Linked DNA regions of Sus scrofa: all the other regions are linked to region 3. The links are chromatin contacts, called in public HiChIP or PLAC-seq maps. All regions are on one chromosome and are shown on one strand. The core of a region is the stretch at or near the end of the contact, and the rest is flanking DNA. Distances in the headings are between cores, read along the strand shown.

What was found. HiChIP or PLAC-seq counts read pairs in DNA pulled down with a chosen protein or histone mark.
Region 1: a contact with region 3 is called in an H3K27ac HiChIP or PLAC-seq map of alveolar macrophages. The contact joins two enhancer-like sites. A contact is called at or near these places in 1 of 47 Hi-C or Micro-C datasets (embryonic fibroblasts) and 1 of 2 datasets of contacts at active chromatin or transcription factors (alveolar macrophages).
Region 2: an H3K27ac HiChIP or PLAC-seq map of alveolar macrophages shows a contact between it and region 3. The contact joins the promoter of SNAPC3 here to the enhancer-like site in region 3. A contact is called at or near these places in 1 of 5 promoter capture datasets (liver), 29 of 47 Hi-C or Micro-C datasets (adipose tissue, alveolar macrophages, blood and 17 more) and 2 of 2 datasets of contacts at active chromatin or transcription factors (alveolar macrophages and skeletal muscle).

Annotation. Positions count from the first base shown.
Region 1 is chr1:207,202,219-207,205,332 of Sscrofa11.1, reverse strand. The region is part of intron 8 of PSIP1 (PC4 and SFRS1 interacting protein 1); the gene reads right to left. Among named protein-coding and RNA genes, the nearest start is that of PSIP1, 30 kb to the right of the region's middle. Within about 2 kb of position 1,637, at least 4 of the 83 cell types and tissues checked have an H3K27ac peak or open chromatin away from gene starts, as enhancers often do. A contact at or near this core is called in alveolar macrophages, where this site is marked.
Region 2 is chr1:207,251,055-207,254,256 of Sscrofa11.1, reverse strand. It overlaps SNAPC3 (snRNA-activating protein complex subunit 3), which reads left to right and starts at 1,837. Exons shown (of 9, transcript XM_001927743.5): 1 at 1,837-2,189; 2 at 2,895-2,972. The coding sequence starts at 1,873.
Region 3 is chr1:207,428,077-207,431,661 of Sscrofa11.1, reverse strand. The region is part of intron 4 of TTC39B (tetratricopeptide repeat protein 39B); the gene reads right to left. Among named protein-coding and RNA genes, the nearest start is that of TTC39B, 83 kb to the right of the region's middle. Within about 2 kb of position 1,496, at least 10 of the 83 cell types and tissues checked have an H3K27ac peak or open chromatin away from gene starts, as enhancers often do. A contact at or near this core is called in alveolar macrophages, mesenteric adipose tissue, omental adipose tissue and 1 more, where this site is marked.

The DNA of each region.
Region 1 (3,114 bases), core at 388-2,887, 230 kb after region 3:
AAAAATAATATTAAGTACTATCTTACATGCCAAGGTACTATTCTTGACTCTGGGTAATAGCAATGTATAAGGTGGGTGAGATCCCTAGATATTATGGAAGTTCACATAACTCTTATTATAATAAATTATGTTTAAAAAGCAGCCATGCTGGAAAAAATACACTTGCACAAGTGAACTGCCCATGGTGAAATATGGTCATTTTAAAATGTAAAGAAATATCCTTTACAGAGTTCCCGTTGTGACACAGCAGAAACGAATCCAACTAGGAACCATGAGGTTGCTGGTTTGATCCTGGGCCTCACTCAGTGGTTTAAGGATCCGGCGTTGCTGTGAGCTGTGGTGTAGGTTGCAGATGTGACTGATCTGATGTTGCTGTGGCTGTGTGTAGGCCGGCAGCTGTAGCTCCAATTGGACCCCTAGCCTGGGAACCTCCATATGCCACAGGAGCAGCCCTGAAAAGCAAAAAAAGAAAAAAAAATTCTTTACAAGGTAAAAGGCTCCCAACTTACGCATATAATGGTAAAATATATGGTCAATTAAATGTAATAAACAGTGTTCAAAGAATTTGATATTTTCACATACATATAATGGATTTGAAAGCTGGAAGAGACCCTAGGTCACTTAGTCCAACCCATTCCATTTAACAAATGAGAAAATGATGGTGCAAAAAGGTCAAACAGCCCAGTATCTCAATTCCAAACCCACTAACCTCCCACCAGACAACTGCTTCTTTTAACCCTTAAGAGATTAAATTGGGGAAAAAAAAAAAAACCTTTTTATCTCTTTAGAAATTGTTTTGTCCCATAACTATCACTGGCTATGTTTATTTTCAAATGTTATATGGGTTTTGAAGTTCCTGCTGTAGCTCAGCAGGTTAAGAATCTGACTAGTCTCTATGAGGATGCAGGTTCGATCCCTGGCCTTGCTGAGGTCTTCCTCCTTACCATCTTCCATGAAAAACAGATTTCTCACGGTGATAAATTCCCTTTTTAATGGGTCACAGTCAAGGTACAATAGGAAAGTTACATTAAAAGACTAAGAAAATTATAAACATGTTAACATAAGCTGTTCTTATGGAGAACATAAGTTTCAAAATGGGTTATGAAGTTTCCCTCTGTACTCCACTGAGTTTTTGCCCAGATACAAAGCTGAGAGCAGCATTATAATAACACATAGCACAAATGACAAATAATAGGAGTTCCTGCTGTGGCACAATGGGATCAGTGGTCTTTGCAATGCCAGGACACAGGTTTGAAATCCAGACCGACACAACAGATTAAAGAATCAGGCATTGCTGCAGCTGTGGTATAGGTCACAGCTGCAGCTCAGATCTGATCCCTGGCTGGGAAACTCCCTATCTCATAGGGTGGCCAAAAAAGAAAAAAAGAGAACACAAAACAAAACAAGAAAAGAAGTGTCTGTTATGGCTCAGCTAGTTACAAACCCAACTAGTGTCCATGAGACTGTGGGTTCAATCTCTGGCTTTGCTCAGTGGGTCAGGTATCTGGAGTTGCCATGACTGCGGTGTAGGTCGCAGACATAGCTCAGATCCTGCATTGCTGTGGTTGTGGCGTAGGCCGGCAGCTACAGCTCTGACTCAACCCCTAGCCTAAGAACTTCCATACACTACGGGTGTGGCCCAAAACAGACACACACACAAAAAAAGATAAGCATGTTTAGGGAAGTCTTACAAATGAGACCACTGCACATGAAGCTGATGAGAATGAAACATACAGACACATGCTAACTACCAAGAGTGGCACCAGCCTGCATTAAGAGAAAGTAATGGAGATCTATAAAGGAACCTTAGGCCCAACTCCTAAGTATGAAACCAGACTGAGAAAGCTGCTCAGCTAATGAGGGTAATACATTTCAGTGTAACTAACAGGATACTGAAAAAAGACTGAAAAAAATCAACTAAAGATGATATTGAAAAAGTGGAGACCTCTCAGAGGAACCAGCCAAAAGCCATGGAGAGAAATGGACTAGAAGGATAGTCTCAGGGAAGACTGCCAAGGACCTAGTCAAGGAGAGATATACCTTAGTATTTAAAATAGGGATCTCACAATATTTTCCCTACCAACTGCTGTGTGCCTCCTCTTCTCCCCTGGAGTACTACAGTTCCCTATCCCAGATCCATGTGCATATATAAAGGGGAGAGGAGAGCAAATAAGTTATGTTTCAGTTCCTGAGTCTCTAGATAAGGCCTTATGTTTATCCTCAAATCCTAGACTTTATGCCTGATGCCTTGATTAGAGAACACATCTTAGGGAGGGGATGAGTAAGATTTGTTATGTTTAAAAACAGAAACTGGAGTTCCCGTCATGGCGCAGTGGTTAGCGAATCCAACTAGGAACCATGAGGTTGCGGGTTCCATCCCTGCCCTTGCTTAATGGGTTAACGATCCGGCGTTGCCGTGAGCTGTGGTGTAGGTTGCAGACGCGGCTCGAATCCCGCGTTGCTATGGCTCTGGCGTAGGCCGGTGGCTACAGCTCCGATTCAACCCCTAGCCTGGGAACCTCCATATGCCGCGGGAGCGGCCCAAAGAAATAGCAAAAAAAAAGACAAAAATAAATAAATAAATAAAACCAGAAACTCACATGCATGTACTTAATTTCTTAAATTTTGCTATTTCTTTGGGAGCGGCCCAAAGAAATAGCAAAAAAAAGGGCAAAAATAAATAAATAAATAAATAAACAAATACATAAAACCAGAAACTCACATGCATGTACTTAATTTCTTAAATTTCACTAGAGTAGTTAAAACCATGTTATAATTTAGTACCATTATTTTTAAGAATATTTAAACAGCTGGCTTAGCAGTAAAATGAAACTCTTTAAATATACATTAGTTGAAAATTACCAACACTCTAGTTTTCTGTAACTATAATTTCCTATAAAATCTTTTCATTCAAAATGCTCTAAATCCATTCCTAAGTGATATAACTCACTTGAGCTTTTTTTATAAAATTTTCAAACACAAAGCTACAAAGTTTTGCCCTCTTTGTCGAAACATATATTCCTGCCAACATAAACAAGATCCATAATAGAAAATAAAGTTGGCAAGAAAAAAAATATTTTTTTGAAAACTAAGTTACCATTAAAATATTTTTAA
Region 2 (3,202 bases), core at 588-3,087, 180 kb after region 3:
GTCTAGGGCACATCCTTAGGTCTTCAGAATGGAGGAAGGGTGTTTTATAGATAAAAATTCCATGGGAGGATTCTAATTGGCTCTAGCTGAGTCACTTACTCATCCTTGACCCAATCACTGTGGCAAAGGGAGAATGGTTCTATGATTGGCAGCCCCTGGGGGACCAAAAGGAGTAGGCAGGGTCAATGCTAAGAAACAAACTGCTAAGCAGACAAAAACAACGGATGTCTTCTACGACAACCTACCGGTATATACCAGGACTCATAACTTAATTTAAAGTGGGCAAAGGACTTAAATATTCCTCAAAAAAAAAAAAAAGAAAAAAAAAAAAGACAGATGGTCAAAAAAGCACACAAAAAGATGCTCAGTACCATTAGTCACTGGAAAAATGCAATCAAAACCACAAGATACCACTTCACACCCACCAGGATAGCTATAATCAAAGAGTCAGTAAATAACAAGCATTGGCAAGGATGTAGAGAAATCAAAATCCTCATACAATCCTAGTGGCAGTGTAAAATGGGGCAACCACTGTGAAAAGGTCTGGCAGTTCTTCAAATGCTTTAACGACAGAGTTACCACATGACCTAGCAATCCTACATATATATCATTAGATACACATATATCTTCAAGGGAAATGAAACTGCACAAAAATTTGTACATGAATGTTTAGCAGTAGTATCATAATGGCCAAAAGGTAGACCTTTTTTTGATAAATGGATAAATAAAACGTCATATATCCATACACTGTGTATATTTAGCCATAAAAAAGTGAGGTTCCAGTACATACTACAATACGGATAAATCCTGAAAACATGCTAAATGAAAGAAGCTAGTCACTAAAAGATCACATATATGATGCCATTCATATTAAATGCCTAAGGCTGGAGGAGTTGGGATGATAGGTAAAATAAATGGGGTTTCTTTTTGAAGTGATGAAGATGTTCTTAAATTGACTGTGGTGCTGTTTGCCTAACTGTAAATCTACTAAAAGCCATTGAAAGAACATTTACAGCGGGTCAGGTGTATGGTATGTGAATTATAGAGCAATAAGTAAGTAATCAAGGCTCCTCCCATATGTTCTGCTACGTTGCCTCCTCTGGGGCTTCGGACACATGGAGAAAGTGCCATCTGAAGCTAGACGGATTGAGTTCTGACCTTGCTTCTGTCTCCTGGAGGTTAACTCCTTCCTCAGTAGCTCAATGGGGATGGTAATCCCTGCCTGGCAAGGTTGTTGTGATTTTTTAAAATATACACTAGGGATAATAATGTACAGTGTCTGACACATATTAAGTGCTCAAAAAATCAACAGCATGTTGCGCCTGTTCAGCAGTGATACATATATTACTGGGGGTGGGGGGCGTTGGGGAGGTTCTCAAGGAACCGGATCTGGAGGTCCGGTAGTGCCCCCCCCACCCCGTCTCAGCCCTCGACCCCCAAGGCTCTCAGGCTCTGGGACAGTGAGGCAGCCACGCAACCCTTAAATCAACGAAAAGTCCCACACCCCCGGGCCGAGAGGAAAGCACTGAGTGGGGCCATGGGCTTGTCAAAGCCGCTCGGCCCCGCAGAGAGCGACGCTGCGTAACCCGGAGAGCCGAAAAACCAGTCACACAAGCTGCAGTGAACAGAAAACCAAGCCACTCTTCGAAACGCCGCCAGCGGAGAACAATGCACTCAACCCCGCACGCGGAGACTCGCGGTGCCGCGCCCCGGGGCGGGTACGACTCAGGCCCTGCCGGGAAATGTAGTACCTGAAGTTGGGCACGTGCAGCCTCGTTGCCTGCTGGCCCGGGCCCCGCGCAACTGCAAGTCCCAGCATGCTCCGCGAGGCCTTGATCCGCCGGCTTTCTCAGGGAAGGGAGTGGGACGAATATGGCTGAAGGCAGTCGGGGCGGTCCAGCGTGCGGCAGGATGGAGGACAGACAAGACCCGGCCCCCAGCAGTGGTGGCTGCGGCTTTCCAGAGTACGAGCTTCCTGAGCTAAACACACGCGCTTTCCACGTGGGCGCTTTTGGGGAGCTGTGGCGCTGCCGACTGCGCGGAAAAGGGGACTTGTCGCTGAAGGAGCCTCCGGCACCCGCGGTGCCCGAGGGCGACACGGTCGCCGACTCCGGCCGGGAGGATGCTGCCGTGGCCCGGGATCTGGGCTGCAGCCTGGAAGCGGCAGCAGAGCTAAGGGCGGTGTGCGGGTGAGTGCGGGGCCGAGGGGCTCTTGGGACTTGGGGTCTACCCAGGTGCAGCCTTGCTCCTGCGCTCCGCTGGGACTCATCCTAGGGCGGGCCTGTGGTTTACTCCCCCGGGGTAGACAGGCTGCCCTTTCAAAGCTTTCAGCCTGGTGAAAGCCTTCCCTGAGTGACGGGAGAAGTCCCGTGATCGGAATGCACAATTTCTGCTAGTTGGAGTGAAGGGAGAGAGCTGCATAAGAGATTCATTTTTCTACTCACTAGTTTTTTAAGTGATTGTTAATGTAGTAAAACAATTATAGTAACAGCGACGGGTATCTGCCATTGAGAGGCACTTTGATGTTGGAAGGACCTTAGGAACGAAGAAGCTGGAAGGATGTTAAACCAGAATGGAATCTTGATTAACTGTGGTCTCTTTTGGCGACCTCCCGGGTATGCTGTTAATGAGATTTTCCCCAGAGTGCCTTATTTTGGGTGAAAATATGAAAGTAACATCTCTTTGTCTATTTAACAGTATTGGCCTCCTCAAACGCCATGTATCCTTTTACTTAATGAATATCGCACAGAATTCGCCTTTAATTCTGGCCTCCTCTGAGGCGCCTGCTGGATTTTATCTGATTTCTTAATTGTTCATTAACGTATTTAGGACACACTCTTCAACGCGCTACGGAAGGATTCGTGATTGCTTTTTTTTTGTTTGTTTTGTTTTAGCCTTGATAAACTGAAGTGCCTTGAGGAAGGGGAGGATCCAGAAGTCATCCCAGAGAATACCGACCTAGTGACTTTGGGGTATGGAGGACTTTGTCATTTGTTTAAATATTTCTTTCAACATTGTATTATTCAGAAGTCGACAGTATGGTATTGTTATCATTCTATCCACTAAATTCAGGCATTGTTGACATTTAGCCATCTTGGCTTTAGCTCTTTGTGTTTGAGATATTCGCTGTGTGTCTTCTATTGCAGAACGACTCAGTAAGTTGCAGACATTATGATAATTTACCCCGAAATACATGATCATA
Region 3 (3,585 bases), core at 247-2,746:
AGGCATTGGGAATAGAGCCCCGAACAAGACCCACAGGATTCCCAGCTGTGGAAGAGCTTTCATGCTCCTGGGGAGGGAGCACAGACTTCAACAAGGAGATCAGTAACTCAGATCATCTCAGGCTGGGATAATGAGTCTGGCAAAGAGACTCGTTGGGAAGGTGGGTGGGGTGAGGCCCAGCATTGATGAGGAAGGGCTTGGAAAGCTCTTGAAAAGGGTAACAGCGGGTTGCTACAGAAGGGAAGCAGCCATGGGAATCTCTAGGATGAAGAGAGAAGAGGAGATTCTAGGCTGGGAATGTGGTGAGCAAGGCCGAGTGGGAGGAAGTGAGGACAGAAAGCAGGCAGAAACCAGAAACCACCACGGCAGAGAAGGTAGATTTTTTTCTAAGAACAAAAGGAAATTTGTAGCTCAGAAATTCCCACCCCTTTTCTAATCACCCCTTCCATTCAAGCATTAGGTTTTCCAGGGTTACTTCTCACCTGTTTCCTTAATTTCCACTCCCACCAGTTCTCTCGGGAGTACAGCTCACCTTTTATTACCAGGAAATGGGCTAGGAACAGACACCAGTGGTTACTTCTGCCTCTCAGGTGGCCACACTGGCACCTGGCAGGAGGACACACTTGCAAGGCAGCTCAGAGGGAGAAACCAAAGTGGGCGCTAAAGCCTCCTAAACATTTCAGTAACGTGCTCACATGAAATTAACATCCTCCCCCAGAAGAATATCGATACCACCACGTGTTCTACAAAGAACAACCAAAAGGGTGAGTTTAATTAATTAAGTTTAATTAATGTGCATCCCATCACATGAATTGAGACTATCATCACTTCAAGTCAGAATTCTGAAACAGTCTCTAGAATGGCTTCCTATTACTTGCTTTGCTTAGGTCATTCTCAAGCTTCAATGTGCAGTCAACTCACCAGAGAGCCTGTTAAAACATCCTGCTGGGCCCCACCACCAGCGTTTCTGACTCAGTAGGCCTGGGATGGGCCCAGCAAGTTCTGAGATAACACTAATTTTGTTTTAATTCGCCCTAGGTACTCTCATACTCCTCTTCCTAAAACATGTTCAATCATATGGCTCCCTTAGATTATGAACCTAACACAGCCACCCACAGCTGCCTCAGGAGGTTCAAACCCTTCCACCCAGCCCCACCACACCTGTCCAACCAGACCAGAGCCATGAGGATGGCTATTGAAAAGCAGCCAAGTATCTCCAAGAGGATCATCCTCATGGCATCCTCCTCCTCACGCCTAATGTGATGTAATGAAAATTCCTGGACAGGAAATCAGAAGTCGGCATTGCCACTCTAGCCTGTGACATTCAGAAAGTCACTTCACTTCCCTAAGTGCATTGCCTCATCCTTGAAATGTCCCCCCCACCCCATTTCACAAGTCGTGCAGGAAAAACAAAGGCAAGGGTTGCTACGAGCCTGCTGGGTGAACTGTCACGGCCTGTGCAAATTACCACCCAAGTATAATTCTCCAAAAGCTGTGAGTGTTCAGCCCAGAGAGACTACACACTCAGTCTTGATCTGTGGGAGCCCCACCCAGGGGCCTCCCTCAATTAGATCTTCAGTAAAGCAAAGACACTTCCTTCCTGTTTCTGATTGAGAAGATACATTCATTTAAAGGCAAAATGAGTCTTTTATATTTTGAAAAGGAAAGATATCTAAAATAATAACCCAATTTAGGTATCTAATCAATTGTGAAACACAAGATATTGGCAACGGCCCTTTGCCCCACCCCCACCACCTCTCCCCACTTTTTCCAATGTGCTGAATGTTGGAAGTTGGGGGGTAGAAAGATGCCAGTTTCAGGAGTCTGAGGTTTTGGAACAAACTCAGTCTAGAAGGTCACCTGGGAGCAGCAGCAGCGCCTCAGCAGAAGAGTTGGAGGAAGCAGAAAGCTCTTTTGACTCTGAGGGAGAGGTACCCTTCTTCCTTATCCTTAGTTGTACCCCCCCCCCTTTTAATTTATTTGGTTGTTTCCAGAGGGAGGGGGAGGGGAGACAGGGTCTGGGAGCTGTCTGAGGTGCTGATCTGAGATCCGACTGGAATTCTCCAGAGTGGGTGCCAGGGACTGAATAGAGGCTGGTGCCATATCCAAAGTGCCAATGATGGGGGCCGACAATGTGGGCCACATTATCTGTCTGTCCGCCTGTCCGGGAGAGAACTGTAAAGCACTGGAAGTGCCTGCATATGTTTCTGCGCCTGCCTTTTGGGGGGCTCCAGGAGGCAGGGAGCAGGAGTGGAACTATCACAGCAGGGCAGGAAGTCCCCTAAGGGTATAGAGACTCTAAGAACTGCTACTGTTTTCATCACCCCTCCCCACATTGGCAAGACAGTGGTAGTGCTGACAGTCAGAAAAGAATAAAATGTCAATATGGAGGATAAAGGAGGAATAAATTACCTTCAGAACATCTGAAGCATTATTTAAGAAGCTTTACTTCTCACTAGCTATAAGGCAAACAGAAGCAAAAATCTAGCCCTTTGGAACATAAAGGTCATATTATCTGTAAGAAATCAATATGTCAGAATTTTATTATTTATGAAGATTTGAAGGTGGGGGAGGGGAGAAGAGGATATTCATTGATCGAGTCATCAGAAAGCAGACAGGAATACAGGATTCTTGGCTAAGGGCATCCAGAGAATGTTTTTACTTTATTCGAGTCCCTTTGCTTTAAGACTCTGAATCAAAGATTTCTTATATGTACTCATTCCACGAAACTGTCGTCCTAGAGAACAGATCTGACCCCTATGCCATGTTCAGTTATTTACCTGGAGATTTTGTTTCTACCCTCTGAGAGCTCACAGTTTATACTGATGCTATGTTGAGTAGAGATATAATTGGTGACTTTTTTCTTATTCCAAATTATTTGAACTCTGTCCATGTTACTTTTATCATGGAAATTTGATTTATAAAATTTTCAAAGATAAAATTAATGCTATAAAGAAAATACTCTTATCTCTACCACTTCCTAGCTCTGTAACCTTGAACAATATACTTTACCTCCCCAAGTTTCTGTTTCCTTATCTGTAAGAAGGAAAGGAAACAGTAGTCAAGCCTGCTGTTACTACTTTACAACATAGAAAAACTCAGGTACACACATGGAAATAAAAGTATAGGCACTTAACATGTACTGAGGCATTAGTATAATTATCTAAGAGTGTCAAACTGCCCAGCCTCACCTGATAAGAACCACATATACTCTCAGACTTTCTTACCTGGCAAACTTCTCCACATTTGCTCATATCTAATGACCCACTACTAATCATATCTGCTTCATGAGAACTGTTGAGTAGAAGGCAGAGAGAGGATTTTTATGATTTGTGTTAAAATGAATAGAAGGCTAAAAAACCAATAATCAATATACAATAATGCTGTACTTCTAAGTTTCTCTAAATTACTCCTTACATTTTTAACTGCTTCTTTTACTTGATAAATAAAGTATTCAAAATAATTACATATACCTATTTACAATAGCTAAGCCATGGAGCAACCAAAATGTCCACTGACACAGGAATGGATAAAGAAGATGTGGTATATGTGGTATATATACACAATGGAATATTACTCAGCCAT